Linked DNA regions of Gossypium hirsutum: region 1 is linked to region 2. Evidence: chromatin contacts called from public Hi-C data. All regions are on one chromosome and are shown on one strand. The core of a region is the stretch at or near the end of the contact, and the rest is flanking DNA. Distances in the headings are between cores, read along the strand shown. Region 1 has its middle 18 kb from the start of LOC107922429. Region 2 holds the start of LOC107922180 (zinc finger CCCH domain-containing protein 30).

Evidence for each region. Hi-C and Micro-C count contacts between places; a contact is called where the count stands out from the background.
Region 1: a Hi-C map of callus shows a contact between it and region 2, with 4 times the contacts expected there. The contact joins the enhancer-like site here to the promoter of LOC107922180 in region 2. A contact is called at or near these places in 5 of 34 Hi-C or Micro-C datasets (anther, callus and leaf).

The regions. Positions count from the first base shown.
Region 1 is chrD01:29,328,759-29,335,228 of Gossypium_hirsutum_v2.1, reverse strand. No RefSeq gene overlaps it. Among protein-coding and RNA genes, the nearest start is that of LOC107922429, 18 kb to the left of the region's middle. Within about 2 kb of position 2,723, at least 5 of the 9 cell types and tissues checked have an H3K27ac peak or open chromatin away from gene starts, as enhancers often do.
Region 2 is chrD01:28,725,054-28,731,168 of Gossypium_hirsutum_v2.1, reverse strand. It overlaps LOC107922180 (zinc finger CCCH domain-containing protein 30), which reads right to left and starts at 4,183. Exons shown (of 2, transcript XM_016852074.2): 1 at 3,975-4,183; 2 at 651-3,252. The coding sequence starts at 3,229. The coding sequence ends at 1,079.

The DNA of each region.
Region 1 (6,470 bases), core at 1,474-3,973, 610 kb before region 2:
AGATGTGTTATCCGTTCCTATCTCAACCGTTGCGTTTGAAAGTGCTTTCAGCACGAGTAGAAATGTTCTAGACAATTTTAGAAGTTCTTTAACATCCTCTATGGTTGAGGCTTTGGTTTGCACACAAGGTTGACTTCGAAGATCAAAAGATCCTATCAACCTTGAGGAGTATGTGAAGGAACTTCAACATATAGATGATGGTATGGGATCTAACTTTAATCCAAAAAGTTAATTACTTATTTTATTTATTTTTATAAACATTCTCACAATTTAACTAACATTTTTCTATTTTGACATTTATTAGAATTGTCAAAGTTATTGGAACATGAATATGGTAACATACTTAACTACAACTCACAAAATTGAAAGTTTATTTTAATTTTTCTAGTAAAGGTATTCATAATTTAAGAATACATTTTTATTTTTGTTACAGAATTGTCGGTACTATCTACAATGTTTGAAGAAGATGAAGCTTGAAGCTAGTTTGATTTTAACTTTTTGGAATAGATATTTTGTTAATACTTATAGAAACTTCAACCTTGCATTTGCTTTGATTTGGATAAAACAATTGGTTAAACTCTTGATTTTGTTGTGTAGGAAGTTTGAATCTATTTTGTTGAATTCGAGTCTTGGAGCATCACACGATCTATATCCATTTTGTTATATAATATTTTGTGTAGTAGTGACATGTATCCATATATCATACTTTTGATATCTCATTTTTTATCTTGTATATAAGATAGTTCTTGACACATAATTATGCACTATGTAAATATAATTATGCGTGTGGTGTAATAGCTTATGTAGTTGACTCGAATTATGGCCACAATGATCGTATTGCACCGTTATGTATAGTTATTTTGCATGCCTAAAATCTTTCTTTACATGTGATTATTAAGTAAATTATATTGTTTATATCACATCTCAAAAATTGGGTTAGAAGAAATTAAGTTAGTGAAACCAATAGTGGTTACGTTTTGTTTTTGAATTAAGGCTGAAGGAATTTTGTAAAATGAATTGATATGTTTCAATGGATAAGTGCTTTGAATGTGTGTTTGAGGTCGTGTTCAAATTTCTTTTCTTTTTTTTGAAATTTTTGCTATTTTTGTCCCTATCTTTATCTTTGCATATTTGGCTTAAATTTAACTCCTGCGCAAGTTTTAACAAGAATGAGTCTGCTGGTTTAGTGATAAGGTGTTAGCTTTTCCTTTGGTCTTGTGTTTAAATTCTTGCGTATGCAAAGTGAAATTATTTTTGTTTTAAACTCTGAGAAAAATTCCGATAAAGATAACTAATCAAAATTAGTGGGATTGAATATGGGTTGGTGGATAGTTTCTTTTTAAATATAATAATTAATCCCTAAAATCACTCCCACTTTTTGTCGTCCCATTCCTCCACTCTCCACTTTTTTTTTCTTTTCTATTTTTGGTTTCATTTGTGTTGTGGAGACTTTGTTCCCTTGTTGTTTTATACGTTTGTTTAATACATTTCAGGTGACCTCAGACTTAGGACTTGGCGGCGATTCTAGAGCTTGGTTAACACAATTTGGTATGAGTTGTTTTGGATTTAAATTTCAGACTTTACGATCTTCTGGATTTTAATTTGTTTTGGAATGTTAAATTTTGGTTTTGATATTTTTTTTGCGGACATATTATTCATAACTCGTAAACACACCCAAGACGTCATAATTGATTATGATTTTAAGAGATAATAATTTTTAAAGTATTTTTCCACTACGAGGTTTTGAAGTTAATTACAACATTTTACAACTCAATTGGTTAAACATTCGTGATTGTTTTTATAAAATTAATAAAACAAGGTTTTCGTCTAAATGCTTACACACGTTCTTTTGAATACTTTTGTTTCGATAAATTAAATAATTTTTTTACTCTGGAAATAAAATTAAGATTTTGCGTAAGTTAATCGACAATGTTTTTATGAACTTTGTAACCTTCATAATCTGACCTTAACGTCTAGGTCGAATTTGGGGTGTTACAGTTTATGTAGTTAAATAATATTGTACTTCGTCTACTAGTTAAATAATCTGTCTATGTAAATCCAACATTGAGTATAAATAATAAGATTTGTTAACTCAACTCGACTCAAATCGAAATTTTTTGACTCATTCGACTCGATTCGAAAAATTTTCAAATTGAGTTTGATTGCTAAAATAAGATTCATCAATTTGACTAACTCGAAATTTTTTAACTCGATTTGACTCGACTCGATCGATTACTCACCCCTAATTCAAACTTTGACTGAAGTTACATTTCTTCTTGAGAATGAAGTTGACATTGAAAAGCTGCACCAACAAATGGAAGGTAAAAAGGAAAATGTCAATGGAAAAGTAGAGGAAGAAAGAGAAAGGCATATAGAAGTTGAAGAAGATGAAGAAGAGGGTTCAACAGTGTAGGAGGAAGAAGAAGGTGAGACAAGCCAAGGAAGATCCGAACTTCATACCCAGAAACCCAAGAAACCAACTCGAAAAACGAGTCAAAGGAGAGTAAGGGTTAAGACAAGTTATTGCCAGATTGTTTTTTATTAATGATGTGCGAGCCAAAGCTATCAATGGGGCCAAGGAGGCTTGGCTGTGCAGTACAAGTTTCACCAGATGATTACTACACAAGAGAAAGCAACCATTGGTTAAACAAAAGGATGATGGAGATAAGCCCAAAAGAAGAATCAGTGTTGACTCTATTCCTCGCCCTATTTTTTACAGCCACCTCGCTCCTTTTGCTCTTTCTCGACTACTCTGCCTATGGACACGGCAGTTGTAGCAGCAGCCAATGGAGCTGGCGGCAGTGGCTGGCCACCCGGATTTTATCCGATCCATTGGGTTTTTTCTAAACTAAAATTACTTTGTTTTGGATTGACTATTTAGAGTAAAATTACTTACATTGACATGAAGTGTAATGCCACATAAAACATTGCTAGTGAGAGCGGTTGAATGACTAAAATGTTCGATTATTATAGCGATAATGAGTAAAATTGTAAGTATTTTTATCTGACTAATCAAATTAAAAGCGATTAAAAACTTACAATAAGAAATGAAAAAGAAGAAAAGTAGTAGGGAGGCCTAGTTGACACGGTGTACTAATGCCGCACGCGGCACATGGCGTTGGTTAAGGTTTCATATTCTAACAAGTGAACATGCAAACCGACAATAACCTTTTCAAACCTTGAAACAACAGCTAAGATTCGCAACGTGTCGCTTCAGACTGGTCGCCGTCCATTCTTTGAACCATTCCATCAAACACCTACCGCCCACTATTTTGAGCTGTTCAACAAGCTGGTTCCACTTCATTTCTTAGTTCATCTACCAAAATCTAAATTCCTATTATATATATAAGAAACCCCCACACCTTGAAATCTCAATTGCTTACAAAATTTCTATATTTGCTCGGTTAGTTTTTAGAAATGGCAGAGCTTTGCTTCTCTAATGGCATTATGATCATGTTTGTTGCCGTTGTGCTCTCACTCACCACCACTGCGTCAGCTCAGGACAGTGCAATGGCGCCTGCGCCGTCAATGGATACCGGAGCTGCTTTCTCGCCGGTGGTTTCCGGTGTTGCGGTTATGTTCTGTCTTATTATTTCCCTTGTTGCGCTTTTGAAGCACTGAGTTACGTACATTTGAGGGATTGAGTATTGTATTTCTTTTATAGCATATTGAATTTATTATATTGGATTATATCTTTTATTTGATATTAATTGGTAACGTATGATATGAATTCGTTTTGTTCAACTTTTGTGTTGGGTCTTCACTTCTTTTGTTACCCAAACACTTTAACTTCAAATTTGTATCGAAACAAGTTCTTTCTTTTTCTTTTTTCTTTTAACTTCAGCTAGATTATATGAGATGAAATTCAGTATAATATACCTTTAAAATAAAGCTGGCCAGCAGCCCGCTGGCCTGGTAGGCTGGACCCGATTTGGTCGAATTTGGATAAATCGTCGTGAATTTGATTCAAATAAAAAAAATATTATTTAAAATTCTTTTATTAATATTTTGAGGAGTGAAATTAGCTTTTATGTTAGAGCTTGCAAATGAAAATTTTTAAAAAATTAAACTTCGATTCAACTTATGAACAACTCTAATTACTAAATATTTAAAGATGTATAATCTTTTCGATTTCCCAAAAGGTTGGAAACACTGTAGCACCTAATAAAAACTATAGTTTATAACAAGTTGAACCTCAACTTTAAAGAAAACCACTCATCTTACAACTTATTAATAAAAGAAAACTGAAAGCATTCTAGTTGTTACAGCAGCCCATGATTTGCCAAAAAAGGTTCAAGGAGTCCAATGCACTTACAAAGGATAGATGGTGGCAATCTAAGAACCCAACTACAAGCAATACCACGATACCTATAGATGCCGAGTTTAGGTTAATGTCTTTTCATCATTAAAAAAATGATTTACTGGACAATAGATTTTGCACATTCTATTCTATAAAAACAAAGAAGTAATCATAAAAAATTATATTTTGGAAAAATAAGTTTGGGTCACTATATATACTTTGCCCTTTGAACTTGTCCATTTGTATCTAGTTGGTATTTTTTTTTTTTGGATTTAATTAGTACCCGGACTTGTATTTCGTCAAACACTTTGATACCTTCGCATTAACACGGTTAATTTGTATTGATGTGACACTAACAACCAATCAAACTGTAACACTTGGTAGCCTCTAAGTATATCATGTGGCAAAAAAAAAACTAAAAATCTAAAAATATTTTAAATTATTTAATACTTTTAAAAAGTATGAAATGCTTTCATCTTAATTTGGACAATCATTGTCCAAGTTCATTCTAAATATGTATTTTTAGTATTTTTACATATTTTTAATTTTTATAACTATATCAAATTTTTGTATTCTTATTTGGAAATAAAACATATATAAAAATAAAAAATATATTTTTAAAATTATTAAAAAAGTTATAAATATTATTTCACGTTGGAACGGATTTGGACAAAATATTATCTAGATTTAAATCAACTTCAAAAATCATTGTCCATATTCATTCCAATCAAGTTTTTAGTAGTTCTATATAATATTAATTTTCATAATATTATTAGTATTCGAAAATTAAAAATATATAAATCTAAAAAAAATCTTTAAAAGCATATAAATTCATAAAAGATTATAAAAATTTAAGATGATTAACATTTAAAATAATTTAGAAGTATATAAATTTGCAAACAAATATAAAAATTAAGGCCATTGGAATAAGATAATTTTAATTAAAGATAATGCCATTTAAATTAAGATCATTTACAAACCAGAAAGATAAATAGTATTCTTAGTATTTTTTAGATAATAAGAAATTTATCTTTAATTTAAATGGTTTTAATTTTATTTTAATTTTATAAATTTATAAATTTATAAATTTTTAAAGTTTATTAGATTTTATATATTATTTAATTTTAAAATAACAATCATGACATCTTATAAAAATTTAAAAATACATAAAATTATTAAGAATGTATGTTTAAAATGAATCCGAACAACTATTTGTTTAATTTCATTTCATATGTAAAAATATTTTTATAATTTTTTATTTTTGCTACCATCTAATTAGTTGTCATCATCACGTTAATACAAATTAACGGTGTTAATGCAAAGTATCGAAATGTGATAGAATATAAATTTATATATCAACTTGGTCTTAAAAAAATTAGGTACTAAGTACAAAACAGACAAATTTAGCATTAAGAAGGCAAAATATATATTACGCAATAAATTTTGAATATATCTACGATGAAAATTTTTATTTTATTTTAGTAAACCTAAAAACCAAATTCTCACATTGGATATTATACCATAAAAAATTAATTAAAATATAACATAAAAGAGCACGATGATTTGAATGGAACAAAAAGTACCATTTGGATTCCAAAAAAAAAAAAAACCAATACGTTTAAATCTTGAATAATGCAAATGGTTGCATTTAAATCTTGAGTACCATAAATTCTGTAATAAAATGCATGCAAATAAAAATTATTGAGAAGTTTTTTAATTTCACAAGCGAATTTAAAAAACTGTTACGTGTTCATTTGATTTTTACATTTTAAAAGGAAAAATATTTGGTACACTGTCAGTGCAGTTTTTAGACTCCACGAGTAGAGTCAAGGGGTTGACAAATGTACTATAGGGATACAGTAAAATATTAAAAAAATAAATATTTAAGAAAAAAGACACATGACAATTTTTTGATATTGCTTGTGGAAAAAAATGCATTGCTAGTGTACCAAATACTATTAATTTTAAAATATCAATTAAAAACACCTGATAATTTTTTAAGCCTGCTTGTAAAGTTAAAAAACTCCGCCGCTAATATATCAAATAATAACCAAATTTATAAATAGTTGAAATTTTATTTTGTTATTAATAAGAAATTTGGATTTTACTTTAATCATCTATCTATATTCTAAGAGTTAGTATTTGATACACTAACAGTGTATTTTTTTTA
Region 2 (6,115 bases), core at 2,934-5,433:
CCAACTAAATAAAAAAAAATCATTGTTAAAGATGACAACTACCTATTAACTCTTAAAAGAATTATTTCTCATAAACTGTTAATAAAAAAACAACTCATTTCGAATTAAAAGGATAACTAAAGAGAATGATAATGAAAAGTTAAGTGTGTATATTTATAACATTATTTATTTTTTTAATTTTATTTTTAATAATAAAATAATATTTTTTAGCTTTCTATCTTATGCTTCAATCCTACCAAAAAAATATCACCCTTTTTATTTATTCTATCATGCAAACAAGATACGTATTCTTTTTAATTTTGCATCTTTCCATCCTTTTATCCTCCTAGCCTTAATTTGTCATGGAAATCTAGCCGTCCTCACATTTTTCAACTTAAAAAATAATAATAATAATAATAACAACAACATTACTCATTCCATGCAAAAGTATTAAAATGGGAAATAAGATTCATCAATCAAATTGAAGATTTAAGAATCCAAATCCTAAAACCTTAGATTAAAAAATCCTGGCATCTAATCTTCCCTGTTAAGAATTAAGAATTGGTTTAATGACAACAATCCCCAGATGCCATAACTGGTATTTGTTGGAATCCAAATCTCAAACAAACAAAACAATAATGGCATAAGAGAAACGAAAAAAGAATTTTATGTAACAATGAAGCTATATGGAATAGGAATTAAGCAATAAATTGTAGTTGAATGTTACATCATCATCATCATCATCAAAGGATCATAAATTTTGAAATGGCAGTAACGGAAATCTAATTTAGAAATATTTTAAGGGAAAAAAAATAAGAGCACCTAAAACTGGTCATAATTCGTTTAAAACATAAAGAGGGAGATTATCCTCAACCTGTTCTAACTCTTTTGTTGTAATAATAACAATAAATGGTGAAAATTGAAGTTTCCATTGTCAAATTGACCTTGGCTTCACCTTTGTGTTCCTCTTTAGTTTCCTTCAACATCCAAATCACTAACAGAATCCCAAAATCTGAAAATCCAAAAAAAAAATTACGGATGTTATTTACCAAAACGTTTTTTTCTTATCTCTACCTCAGGATGGCTCAGCGAAACGATTTCAGTTTTGCTGAGCCACGAGTTGATCGAGCTGCATTTGCTCCAGCCAAGCACCCAACACTGCATTATCGACCGGATCTGCATTCACACTAGAAACCTCACCCGAGACTGGTGCTGCTATTTTCTCTTTGATCTCAGTGGGAGATTCTTTTACAAGGGATTGAATCCATGATAAATCGGGCTCATCCCCGTTACCAAGCTCAAACGAGGAAGACCTGCGATGCTTGTCCAACCCATCGGCATTGACAGCCCAGTCTGGCTTCCCATTAGAGGATCCCCATTTTGACCATGAATTAACCGGGGAACCAACAATGGCAGCCGAGCCAGAGCCAAGCTCCCTAGAGCTTAGGCTACGAAATTGTTGCTGCTTCTCCCGTTGAGCTAACATTGAGACCCGAGAGCTCATTGGTGAGATAGGTTCGACATTTCGAGGGGACATCCTACCAGATAGAGAAGCCTGCAAGAGAGGATGCTCGATACTTTTAGGAGAAAAATTTGTATTTATAGGTGATAGCATGTTTTGCTGTTGCTGAAATTGATTAAGAACGGCAGATTTATGGGTCGGAGAGAAAACAGCAGCAGCCATCGCTTGATCAGAGTATCGTGGAGATGAGCTCTCAGCAGAAAAGAGGTCATCTAGGTTTGATGGGGTCAGGGTCTTCATTCGACCAGATCGGTTAAAAGAACTTGAACTCATTGAAGGCTGAGTAAGTCTGGGTAATTCATTCATCAGCCGAAGTTGCTGCACATCAAAATCAGACAGCAAGTTAAAGTCTTCAGCTTGAATGTCTCTAGCATTAAGAGAAGATCGCAGGCGACTGGATTGAAGGTTGCTTCCCAGAAGATGGAGGGCTGGAACATTAGGCTGTGGCCAGCCAACATTAGAATGAGACATGCCATTCATGGAGGGAGACATGGGTGGAGTGAATGGTGAGGGAGACATAACAGATACAGATGAAGGTGATCCAGGCAAGACACTCATGGCGGCAGCAAAATCCATAGCTGTAGCACCAGAAGTACTCAATCGAGGAGAAGGAACAGCAGAACCAGTGGAGACATACAGAGGACGAAGTTCATCAGCTGTATGAGCAAAGAAGCAAACTCTCCTAGCACAACTAGTACCATCCTTGCACAACCTGGTCCGATACTGAGCAGGGTGTAGCCAGCATTCGAAAACACCATGAGCATATTCGCACATATCTCCGCGCCTACAAGTCCCCTTGCGAAAATCAGGGCAAGGAACACAACTGTAATGGAACTTCCTAGGATCCCTTCTCCGAGCGTTCTCCCCAGGGTGAACAAATGGGCACTCGGTCCAATCATGGGAGTAGGCACGTGAGCAAGGCCGCACCTTGAATGAATACATCCGAAATTCATCAGTTGAATAGATGCTATTCTTGATGTCCGGAAGAGATGGATCAATCGGATATTCTTTCTTCTCTGATGCTGAAGAAATTGGAGCATCAATTGGCTTTGACTTCATCGGGGAATCTGAACCAGATGACAATGACCCATTTTCCTTCAAAGGCAATAGAGGGAAGGAGTCGGAATTTGCAACGGCTGCCAACTGTGAATTCCAATCAAAACCAGAACCCTCGATTGCAAGGAGTTCTTCAAGAGTTGATTTCACAGCTCCAAGCTTTGGAGGAACAACAATAACATCAACAGGAAGATGACCATTTGCGTCAACCGTATTTACATCAGCACCAGCCGCTAAAAGCAGCTTCACAACATCGATAACATTATCAGCCCCACCAGATGCAGCACAATGAAGGGCAGTGCTTTTGTCACGGCCACACAGTCGGTTAACATCAGCATCCGAAGACGAAAGAATCAGCTTAATAACATCGATGCTACCATACATAGAAGCAACCATCAATGGAGTTCTCTCCTCATTAACCATCTGTTTCGAGCCTTTCTGACGACCATACCACAATCCAACCTCATCAACACCAGAAGGATCATGTTCCATCGATCGTTTAAAGCCCTCGACATCATTATTAGCAGCAAGCTCAAGCAGACTTGCAAAAGTATCTTCAGTTGCTACAGTCAAGTGATTCATATCCACACGAGGAAGTCTGTTATCTTCGAAAGAAGAATTCGATGTTCTTGGAGTCAGCTTCGAGTTTAATCGCTCCGATCCACAGCACATACTTTCATTTGATAAGAATCCAACTGAAAGTTTAAAAAAGAAAAAAATGAAAAAAGGACACCATTAGAATCAAATATTCCAGAAGACATTATTAGGAAAAAAATGATAAACCCGCTAGGGATTGAAAGAAAATAAAAGCAAAGGTCAAGTCAGTGTTTATCAACAACATGTCAACCAAAACAATAGTGGAAATTAAACGTGGAATTACGGATTTAAAAAACAAGACAGAAAACTTCGGAAGAAGATAAAATTATTACAACATATTTTCCTACACTTTCAGACATAGTTGTCAGAATAAAACATAGTGTTTCACTAACAATTTTAGGAAAAATGGAAGTTGATTATTATCACTAATATTAGGAAATCAATATAAGCTTTATTAAAAGAATATCAAATCTTGCAACAAATCTTTCAGTGGTCAACAGTATTAAATTTTCTTATAATTTTTTTTTAAATAGCTAAAAGAGAAAGTTAAAATAAAAATATTTTTCTTGCAAGTGATCGACCAATTCATTTCACATATATATCTAAAACAAAGTTTCTTGTAAGTAAAAATATAAATGAACTTAAACTAAAACCAACCAAACAAAATTAATCAGTTCAAAAATCATCTAAGTTCAAAGAAACCAATAAAAAGGAGAGATTTATACAGATCTACTCAGAAAAATTAAGAAAAACGAAGTTTATTTTCAAGCAAAACTAAAAGAAAAAAATGAACTTTAACTAAAACCCAAAAGAGCCTTACCAGTTCAGAATTCCATCTTAGTTCCAAGAACCCGATACAGATCTACTCGGAAAAGGAAGAACTAGATCTTCAAAAATGAAAAGAGAGAAAAAAAAATAATCCCAATTTGATTTATATATTTTGGGGTATTCTTTTTTAAGCTAAAAGGGGAGAGTTACGAGAAAATGAATAGCTTCTCATCTCTATTTTCCATCTCACTGCTACTACTACTTTAATTGAAAACAAAATTAATATATAAAAAATGCATCCAACGTAGAGGTGCTCATGGGCCGGGTTCGGGCTGGGCCCAGAAAAAATTTTAGCCCGTGTTTTAGGCCCGGGTCCGGCCCAAAATATAGGCCTGAAATTTTGTCTAAGCTCGGCTCGAGAAAAATTTGTAAGTCCGAGCCCGGCCCGGCCCGACCTATTTTTTAATAAACACCAAATATTTATTTTAAAAATAAAAAAATAAAAAAGTATTTTAAAATTAAAAAATAAAAATATATATTTATTATATTCAGGCCGGGCCGAGCCGAGCCCGGGCCAAAAAAGTGGTGCCCGAGGCCAGGCTCGCCTCGTTTTTTGCCCAAACCCATATTTCGGACCTATATTTTTACCCGAACCCTCCCATATTTTGAACAGGCCGTCGGGCCGGGCCGCCTCTAATCCAATGTAAATTTTAGTTTTATATTTCAATTTTTGAAAAATTAACATTTTAAATATTTAACTATTAAATTTATGAATTTAATTTATTTATTATGTATATAAATTTTTAAATTTATTTGAGATATTTATAATATCGATCTAAAATATTATATATTAATATTTATTTAACCGTTAAAGTTTTTTATATAAAATAAATATTTTTAATTTTATCAAATTTTACACATATAATTTTTATGAATAAATATTAATCGATATAAAAAATGTATAAAAGATAAAATTAATTTAATTTTACATTAATATAAGTTAATTTTCACTTAAAAATATTGAATATTTTTAAAAATAAAATAGGAAAAATCGATTAGAATGGTGCTATTCCTTTTTTTTTCACCAGTTAAATCGTAACGCCTAGCTTCCATAAAAATTCTTCTCATTAAAAATTAAAGGCAAGGTTATTTTTGTTAGCATTGCTATATTATTTTTTTTTAAATAATTTTATTATAAGTTTTCATAATATTTCTTTCAGATAATGTTTTTCTCAACTAATTTTTTTATATTGACAATAATAATTATGCCAATCGAGCTCGAAACTATTTTATTATTTTCTATATTTTAAGGTTTTAACTAAGGATTTAAGTTTATGTAATAAAATATTTCATACAATAAAAATTAGCAATAAGGTTTTAACTATAAATCTAAGTTTATGTATTAAAATATTTCATACAATAAAAATTATCGATAAATTATAAGCATGTGAAAGTATTATTTAAAAAAAAGTATGTGAAAGTTTAATATATATATTTGTAAATCTATATAATCATCTTCCCCTAATTTTAAATTGAACTTCCTACTAAAATTATTTATATAAATTTATGTAATAATTAATTTTTATATCATATATATACTTTTATAAATATACTTTTTATTATGATGGTTGTGAGAGGCCGACGTGGTAAAAGAATACAATGACTTGAATAGGGTTATGTTTGTTTTTGGACTTAGAATAAAGCTATGTTTAGACCATAAATAAATGAAAATGGATGTGGTTATATTAGAAAAATGTAAGATATGAAGGATACGTATTTGAATTAAGACATCAATTGATAATTTGAATAAATTCAAATACTTGCTCAATTTTTATATATTGTAATTAGTGCCAATATGTCTAATATAAATTTATTATATAAATAGTATTTGATATTTAATAGGATAATGCCTTATGGGTACGAGTTCTTCGTACGAAATATGGGGTAAAGGAACAACTTTCGAATCCCATTACCAGAAGCCGATGTCCACACTTATGGAGGTCTCTTTCTAAGGTATGGCCCTTTTTATGTGAGAACTTAGCTTGGTCAGTGGGTAGTGGTAACAATACTCGATGCTGGAAGGATTCTTGGGTCCCGAGAATTGGCCCCTTAATTTCGCATATTCATATTCGTGCAAATTTAGATTTGGATTGCATCCTTAGTGATTTGGTTACATCTGATGGAACTTGGAAT